Linked DNA regions of Mus musculus: region 2 is linked to region 1. A link is a contact called in public promoter capture Hi-C data. All regions are on one chromosome and are shown on one strand. Each heading gives the region's core, a stretch centred on a gene start, on an enhancer-like site or on the middle of the called end of the contact. The rest is flanking DNA. Distances are from core to core; before and after follow the strand shown.

Region 1 (4,166 bases), core at 1,482-3,981:
AGGAAGTTGGAAAGTCAGGTTGTGCATAGAAAATGGAGAGGATAACTCAAGGAAAGTGGACATTGTCACCCCAGTGCACAGAGGAGGAACTGGGGACACATGAAGCTCATGACAAAGTGCTAGAACCACGGATTAAGTTTCTCTTGGCCAAGCACAGTCATGTGCCAGCAGAATGTTCTGAGAAATTTGTCCCTAGATTTCAGCCTTGTATAGATATCACAGGGTACTTACACAGCCTAGTTAGTTCTGTCACCAGGTCTTCTATGCTTAGAGAACTGCTCCCCCCTCCCCCAACACAGACACACAGACACATATACATACTCACAGACACACAGACACACACATACAGACCACACAGACAAAGACACAGACATAGACACAGACACAAAGACACACACAGGCACAGACATAGACACACACATTTTTTTTTTTCCGAGACAGGGTTTGTCTGTAGCCCTGGCTGTCCTGGAACTCACTCTATAGACCAGGCTGGCCTCGAACTCAGAAATCCACCTGCCTCTGCCTCCCAAGTGCTGGGATTAAAGGCGTATGCCACCACACCCGGCACAGACACACATTTTGAGATGGGGTTTTTATTTATTATCTGGCTGTGGATGGCCCGGAACTAGTTGCATAGACCAGGCTAGCCTAGAACTCAGATCTATCTGCCTCTGCTATTCAGGTTCTGGGATTCAAAGTATGAGCCAGCCAAATTGCTGAGCTTAGACCATAGATGCTTGATGGACCCAAGAACTTCAAGTAGATAATCCAAAGAATTAAAGTAGCAAAGGATGCGAGGCCGGGAAACTCGGTCAGCTCTGAGAGAAAGGGCTCACTCAGCTCATTGGAGGAATTGGACGGTGTGGGATCGATCAGCTGTGACGTGGGTTGACTCAGAAGGCAGTGAGTTTGCTCTAAAAAGTGAGATTTGGTTGCAATTCAGGCAAGAATCATGTGGGTCTGTGAAATAAACAAGATAACGTCCTGTGTTGTGTTTGGAGGGCTTCCAGGACACTGAGCTCAGCCCACCACACGGACTTCCAAGGGACCGTGGTCACCGGAGGGAACATTTGCTCTGAATGTCCCAAACAACCTTCTAATCCTCCTTTGTCAAGGGCAGGATTTTTAAGGAGCCTAAAAAAGCTAAAAGCTAACGTCTTAGCTTTGAATTATTTATTTCAAGTGTTGTGCAACAATCATTGAGTAGTGAGTTGGAGAAGCTGTTTTTAGTCCGGGGTGCAGAGCATTCCCTGGGTGGTCCTCAGCCTTAAACACTGGAGGCCCATAAATCAAGTTTTTGTTTTCTCTTTCGTTTACTCAGAGCAAACCAACTCTGAACTGGTTCACTGTATGTAACAAAACTCATAGGAAGCTGACTGGCAAGTCAGAATTCGAATTCGTTAACTCACAGTGGTGTGCTTAACCCTGAAGGCTTGCACTCTGTGCTGCCTCCTTGAAGGTAAACTCACTTGAGCGAGATGATTAAATCTGTACCGTTAAGTAAGTATGGCATTGGAGCAGAGGCATTTGACTAGCCTGTGAGATTTCACCAGTTCTGACGGATTGTCCCATCCTCTCGTCATTAAAGGGACAGCTTTCCCCAGTGAACACCTGCTCGGGAAATTTCGGGACCTGAAGTCAGAAGCCATAGACTTTGACCTACACAAGCTGTAGGAAGCTGGAGGTTCCTGTAGGCTCTGGGCTTTACTTAAACTATAACATGCATTGTAGCCTGTAACAACTCCGGAGCCTGATAGTACATTCATTTAAGTCCCTTCTTTAGGGTGTCATGTATACACAATACCCTTGTTACCCAAGCTTAATTTTCCAGGGCTTGCTTATTTATTTCTTAACCACTTTGTGCTTTCTGCATCTGCAAAGTGGTTGGGTGGGGTTAATTTAATTTCCTCATCATATTGCTTGGAGGATTGTGTTCAGATCATATACCAGGCATAGTAAGTACCATATCAGCATGAGCCATGACTGTTACATCCAGCCTTCCCCCTAAGCCCCCCCACCCCCCCACTTTGTTTTTTTCAAGAGTTTACTACATATTGTGTGGTTCTCTCTACCATGTGACCTGGGGAATTAACTTGTCATCAGACTTGGCGAGTGTCTTAACCCGCTGTGCCATCTTGCCCTTGCCCACCCCCCTACAGTGAACCACTTCAGTCTCATGCATTATTAACTCTCCAATTTCACTGCAGCAATTGCTAAAAGTATGTGGAAAGCATGGGGTGGGTTTGTTTGTTTGTTTGTTTGTTTGTTTCTGTAGAGCGTGTGGCTTTAGCCTTGGAAGGTGCTAGAAGTTTATTCTTCGGGAGTCCATTGGTTTAACCACAGACTGCACAGTTATCCTTAGAACTCTAAGGGTATTTCATTAGCAAGTGACCCATGGATTTCGGGAGTGGTGCAGACTGAAATATGAGTCAGCAGATATTTTGATTTTTATATTGCTTGATATATTTTAAATATTGATTATGAAATATAAATATTGGTATTTGTACTTTGAGCACAGCATCTTTAGATAATAGTAACTCTGAATTATTTTCAAAGGCCCTGGTGACTTTGACCTCCAACATGAATACTCTTTTAGAAGTTTTTAGTTTTATGTTTGAATTGCAAAGGGCCCAGTAGCTGGCTGCCATTACATCATTCCACCACTCCCAGTGGCCAGTTCAGAAAAGGTCGCTTTCCTAAGCAGGCCTTGTGAGGGTGACTCGCCAGCCAGCCTTTGTCCTAGGGGACAGGGTGTGTGGTTTGGGGCGGCGTCCTCTACTCTGTGGAGCTGAAGACTGTGTCTTTGCCAGTCCTTGTTTCTCTGAGCAGAGGACCGCTTCGAGCTGGCAACATCTGTCTTCTCACGTTGTGCTTATGTGGGGATTTACCACTCAAACCCACTGCCACGGCCTGGGAGGCTTAGCCTGCCCTTAGTTCACCAAGTCTATCTGAGGCCCTAGCACAGTGGGGACAGAGCCTGTGGTGATTTGGAAGGGAGTCTGGGAGGCCTGTTGTGAGCTCCCTAAAAGCTATCCTTGTATGAAAGGAAACACTTATTGAGGAAGCTTAGTAAGACCTTTCTATGTAGCAGGCTGCATGCCTACTGTACGCACACATGAGCTTAGTTATCACAGCATCCCCGTCTAGCACTGTTCTCAAACCTTTCTTTCTGTATGTGGGTGCCCAAGGCTCAGGAGTGACTCACCCAGGGATGTGCAGCCAGTGAGAGCTGGCCCAAGGCTTTCTAAGCACCAAAGCTGCCAGCATCCTCATTACCAAACATGAGGCAGACATGACTGTGAGCAGGGGCATCAGGTCCTCAGGCCCAGCCTTGAAACTACTGGACACATGGCTCAACAGGTGTGGGGTAGGTCTCAACACCACCAGGCATAGACCCCAGACTTTTGGCAATGAATGGAAGCACCAAGGCCCTGGATCCTCTGTGCACAACAGATATTTCTTCCTTTAGAACCAGTCCCTTCCACCCCACCTTCTGTGTGCTTAAAGAAGGGGAGGGTGAATGGGACCCATAGGCCAAAGTTATGGAGGAGCGACCTCCAGGAGGCCATCCCGCAAGAGCTCCTTTTTTTTCTGTTTTTGACATTGTCTCCCTATTGTAAGTCACTCTGGGTCATATGGTACTCAGCTCAGCAACCCGGAGGCAGTTCTTCTGCTTCTGCCTCTGACTCCGGTGCTGGGATTACAAGGCACACCATTGTGCCAGGCTCACACCAATCCCTATGTGAAAGTTTTGGGTAAGTCATGAAGATACACGAATGGTGACCTATGTCCCAGTGTGGAAATCACAGTCAGGAAATTCCTTTATAATTAACCCGTCTCCCCTGTTTCCATGTGAGTCCATTTCCTTTGACACTTGTTGTTGTAGGGATGATGGGAGAAGTCCCTTGCAGAAATCCTTGCTCGTAGCTAAACCGCACATGTGTTCTCATTCTGGGAGTTTCTAGCATTTCTAGATTCCCCACTCTTACACCTTTCCATGGTCCAGGGAGGATCTAGCGCTATTTACTTGGGTTCCAGCCTGTTGCCCTGATACTAGATCCGTTCCCCCCCCCCAAGACATTAATGATATAAAGAGAAAAGAATGAGACTGAATAATAGGAAAGTGGCTGACCTGACCCTTTCTCATAACATGCCACATCTGTTTC
Region 2 (4,810 bases), core at 1,213-3,712, 40 kb before region 1:
TCTGTTGCTCTCTGGGATAATATCCTCTCTGTTGCGGCCCTCGGCTTCAATAATTATCTGTCTATTCTCAATCTGTCCATTGGCCTGGGCTTCTTTCCTCTCCCATAGGTTCTCGGAATAAGTCCAAGGCAACAGGGAAAGGTGCTGAAGATGGGCACTGAGTAAATGTGTACTGAGGGCCCATGAAGGTGTTTGGGTGCAGAGAGAAAGAGAAGCAGTTTCTAGTACTCACTCCCTGCCCCCCAACACACACATACACACTTCTTTGTTTCGGTTCTCCCTTCTGTCAACTCACACAGCTTGGCTCCTTTGGCTGGAAGAAGGCATGATCTGGCTTTTTTTTTTTTTTTTTTTTCCTGGCTGGCTGATTCTATTGTTTTTCAGCCCTGTGGTTCTGTGGCCTCTTCCAGTCTCCTGCAATCACACAGCAGGCCTGCAGGGGTCCTCAGAGCACCCCACACAAGGCAGGCTTTCTTTAGCTAATGTTATCTTTTATTTAAGCACAGAACAGTAGCCTCCAATCTTGTTACATAACATACCAGTATCTCAGGGTGTTAAAACCAGTACAGAATCTACTGTTAGGCGTTAGGGAACCCGTGGATATAAACATATTTAGTAACACACTATTGCAGAAATGTAACCAATTTGATTTCCTGGTTCCTGATTTGAAATGTTAGAGTTGGAAGGGATGTCAGAAACCATCTTATTTCAGCCGTCCTTATTTATTTCTGCAGTAATGGGTATTGAACCCAGAGCCTCAAGAACCTTAGGCAAAGTCTCTACTGTGAGTTCCACCACCAGATCCCAGCCCTCCCTTCTTTTAGGCGATGGGTACTAAGGCCTAAGGGCACAGAGGAATTTAACCTCAGAAAGCAGCCTTGGGCTGGTAATCAAGCTTTTGATAATCTAAAGAATTTAGTATATCTTCTTAAAGATCCAATCTCAAGTCTTTTCAAGGTTGTGGTTAGTTAGCTGAAGGCTTTTGGACTCCAGGATTTATAATTCCCAAAGCAGTCAATTGTAAATATTGACAGTGCCCCTACACTGAAACCGGTATCTGCCGGCAAAAATGAGTGGTTTTGTTCTTACTAACGTTGGGACTTTTTTTCATCCCTAACCATGCGATGTACATTCACTGAAGACAATTTAGTTGATTGCATATGTATTAAAAACAGCTGGGTGGAGTGACAGGTGACGTTTTTGAGTCACCCGGGGATCTACCCAAATACCAGCCTGGGTTTGTGTGTAAACTGCTGCCAGATAGGAGACCAAAGGTTCCTGGGCCTCCTTCAGCACCCCAACCCCGCATGAACTTTTTTTTTTTCTCTTTTTCAGTAACCTGGCTAGCTTGGACCGATCTAACCAAGAATGACCTTAAACTTCTAACACTTCCCAAGCCTTGGGTTATAATTGGGCTATAAAGCAGAGAACCACCTTGTCCAATTACCTTGTGTTTTTTTCTCTTCTAAAATAGCAATGAAAACATGTATTTTGCCCCAACACCATTCAGAATCCCAGTGTCTTAGAAAAAAGGGTGGGTCTGCCGTGTCTCCCCCGCCCCCCCCCCCGCAGAAATTCTTTTATCAAATTGACCTGTTTTCCGGTAGGAAGACTCTGCCCCACTCCACCCACCTGGTGCCTCCCTGGACTTCCCGACTGTCATGAGTTTATTTTTTAACCCTCTCTTCCTTGAAAAGCACCACCCCACTGACCCAGAATGCCAGTTCCTCCCTTTTGGTCACCTTGACTACTCTTATTGTATTTTCTGTTGCTAATAGACCTCACTAACCATTAGCAATAGGGATCCCAGTTTCTCTATAGTCTTTCTCTATGCTCTTCCACTCTCAGTACTGGGGATCCAACCCAGGGACTCGAACACACCAGACAACCCTTTCCTAGTTTTAATTAGGAAATTTCGAGCAGGGCAGAGGAAATAGAGAATCTCCGCTTCTGAGCAGGGCATGGGTGGGCATGACGAGACTGGTACTATCTTACTAAATACACCTGCCTTGAACTCTGCGGGTCACTTTTAGTAACTTAGGCTCTGGGTCAGGAGTGGCTTAAAAAGTGGAGCGAGGAATTACTATCTAGGTTCTCAAAACAAAAGCACTGTAAATCCCACTTCCCAACATAACCCCGGGTCCTGGGAATCCCAGTAAAGCCAGACAAACAGGCTCCTATCTCAGAGAGCTCCCCCACTCTAATCACCTCTTCTCCCAGCCCTGCCCGCCAGCTGCCAGGACTGGCGGGACCCAGACCTTGCCACACTCCTCGCACGCGCGCCCCGCCAGGGCCGAGGGGCGGGTGGGGGTTGGGGGCGGGAGGCAGGGAAAGCAGGGGCGGAGTTCCGTCCTCCAGTGATTGGCTCCTGGCGGATGGGCTGCGGCCGTGCAGGGCCAACCAGTGGCGTGTTGCTATGTGCTGAGCCGATGGGATAGGCGCGGGGGCGCGTCTGTCACCCGGCAAGCCCCCAGCCCGGATTCGGAGGGATGCGGAGCGGCAGTGGCGGCGGCGGTGGCGGAGACTGTGGCTTTAAGAGCGCGCAGGGAGCGCTAGAGTCAGCCGTGCAGTCCTTCATCGCCAAGCACTCCGGAGAGCCCGGCGCTGGCCGGACCGGGCAGCCTACCGCCAGGTATGAGGGATCTCGAGCTGGGCTCGCGTGGGCGTGGGGCGCATTCCGCTCCAGTTCGGGCTGTGCGCCCTGGGGACGGTCGGGCTCCTGGGCTGCGTGCAGCCGGGCTCGGCTGGGGCGGTGCTGTCGCGGTCCCGAGGGGGCTCCCCGAAGGTTCCCGGGGTGCTAGGGGCGGGGAACGGGTTGCTGCAGCCACGTGACCGGTTTGTTTACAAACACTGGCGCGCGCTCCGGGTTCGGGACTCGGCGGGTGGCGACGAGCCGCCTGGCAAATATGGGGACCCAGAGACCTGAGCGCCAACGCCTCCCTTGTTCGGCGTGACCCACCCCCCACGGATGGCACCCGGCGGCACCCGGCTGTATGGTCGATGTCTCCATTGAGATAGTTGGGTCTGGGGCACGTCGCCCTCTAAAGTCCCCGGAGCGCTTCGGCAGCCCCAAGCCAAGGGAACCACAGCGAGTTCCTGCCTGGACGCTTCCCGGCGCCTCCCCTGCGGCCTTGCCAAGGGGTGGGCACGAACTCTGTTGCCAGACTCGCTGCGGGGGCCTCTGCGGAGAGTCCCTCCCGCAGCTGGCTCCTGCCTCTCTTCCTGCTTCAAGTTTACCTGCCTGGTTGCTGACTCCCTTCGGGTGATTTTTTTTTTTTTCCGAAACAGTGGAACCTTACACCCGTCTCCTGGCTGGCACTTAGGGGGAAGCACTGTTGCTTTGGACCCCTCGTGCAAAGAACTGCCTGCCACCTCTGACTTCACTTTTACCCACAGTTTTTAAAAAGCTGAGCGAGCATCCTCCGGTTTGCCTAGCCTTCCACGGCCCGGCTGCTGGAAATGGCAAATGCGCCGGAGCCCTGCTTTTTGGCTTCCTTGTTGATTTGTTGTTGCCACGTTGGAGGGTCTTTGAGCCACTGAGTTGGAGTCCTATTAGTCTTTTGTTCCTCATGCTTGTCTTCGTTCTCGCAAGATGGGCTCCCTGTCCAGAGCACTGAACAACAAGCCTAGGGATTACTTTTCTGAACCCCATTTACAGAACATTAGAGGCACAAAGGAATTACAGTAAACCTCATGCTTGAGGCTCTGCAGTAGTCTGCCTGGTTTGGGGGTTTACAGGATCTGGTCAGTAAGATTGGGTTGCTTTTCCTTTTGGCACACACTGCTGTAGGTTTTACCTGAGTTCAGTCCATCAGCTTTCTTAGCATTTGATATTCTTATCTTTGAGGAAGTTTCACTCTCTTTACATCATTTTGTAAATTCTGTAATTTGTCAAAAATAATGGCTTTATTAGAACATTTTCATACACATATCTCATTGTGACTGGTTCATACTTAACTATGACTGCTCCCACCCCCGGTTTTGTACTGAGCTGTGATGAGTGACTGGGTTCTTTACAAGCCCGGCCTGAGAAGAGCTGGGGAATCTTACCTTAGGCACTGTGATTTGTCCCGGATTCCACGACAGGGTCGGATGCGATAGAGCGGGGTACCTGGGCTCGTGCACTGCCTCAGTTGGGCTCTGCCTAGTTTAGGGTTCAGTAACATCACTTCTTAGATCTCTCTGCTTGCCTTGAGATAAGGGTGGGAAATGGAAAATAAAGAACACAGATAAGAATATGTGCCTTTGCCAGGCAGTGGCAGTACACGCCTTTAATCCCAGCATCTGGGAGACAGAGACAGGTGGGATCTCTGAGACCAGCCTAGTCTACAAAGCAGGTTCCAGGACAGCTAAAGCTACACAGAAATCCTGTCTCAGAAAAACAGTGACTAGTTTTCCCAGCCGGGAGTGGTGGTAAATATCTAACCCCAGTACCCCGTGAGGTAAGTTCTGATCACTGCAAGTTTGAGGTCAGCCTGGGCTGTATAAAGGGATTCCAGGTTAGGCAGGGCTATGTAGGGAGACCCTTTGTCTCAGAAAACAAACAAACAAACAAAAAAAAACAAAACCAAACAAAACCCCTTCAATTCTTTAGAACCATGATTTTCAAACTTGGCTAGGGATCCGCAGTAAGGGATACATTATAGCAATGCATGCTAGCCTGGACTAGACATTCTAGGAGGCAGTGACTGTTGCCATACTACCTGCAGTATGTATGTGCTGTTCTTTTTCCTGCTTCATTAGAAAAACAACAATCAGCTGGTGGTCATGACTCATTAATTTGATTTCCTAACCAAATGGGTCACGACCT

Evidence for each region. Promoter capture Hi-C pulls out the DNA fragments that hold promoters and counts their contacts.
Region 2: a promoter capture Hi-C map of liver shows a contact between it and region 1, with 5 times the contacts expected there. The contact joins the promoter of Ypel2 here to the enhancer-like site in region 1. A contact is called at or near these places in 14 of 39 promoter capture datasets (the 3T3-L1 cell line, 3T3-L1-derived adipocytes, the C10 cell line and 7 more), 1 of 15 datasets of contacts at CTCF or cohesin (the NIH/3T3 cell line), 54 of 484 Hi-C or Micro-C datasets (the AML12 cell line, the AtT-20 cell line, the N1E-115 cell line and 26 more), 23 of 115 datasets of contacts at active chromatin or transcription factors (CD8 T cells, the SCID.adh cell line, T-cell acute lymphoblastic leukemia and 14 more) and 4 of 9 other capture datasets (adipose tissue, bone marrow-derived macrophages, liver and 1 more).

The regions. Positions count from the first base shown.
Region 1 is chr11:86,951,891-86,956,056 of GRCm38.p6, reverse strand. The region is part of intron 2 of Ypel2 (yippee like 2); the gene reads left to right. Among named protein-coding and RNA genes, the nearest start is that of Gm51915, 29 kb to the left of the region's middle. Within about 2 kb of position 2,731, at least 94 of the 459 cell types and tissues checked have an H3K27ac peak or open chromatin away from gene starts, as enhancers often do. A contact at or near this core is called in the N1E-115 cell line, the NIH/3T3 cell line, Th17 cells and 15 more, where this site is marked.
Region 2 is chr11:86,991,414-86,996,223 of GRCm38.p6, reverse strand. Ypel2 (yippee like 2) reads left to right here and starts at 2,462. Exons shown (of 5, transcript NM_001005341.3): 1 at 2,462-2,632. It overlaps Gm51915 (a long non-coding RNA gene), which reads right to left. Exons shown (of 3, transcript XR_003949754.1): 2 at 4,051-4,190; 3 at 1,887-3,881.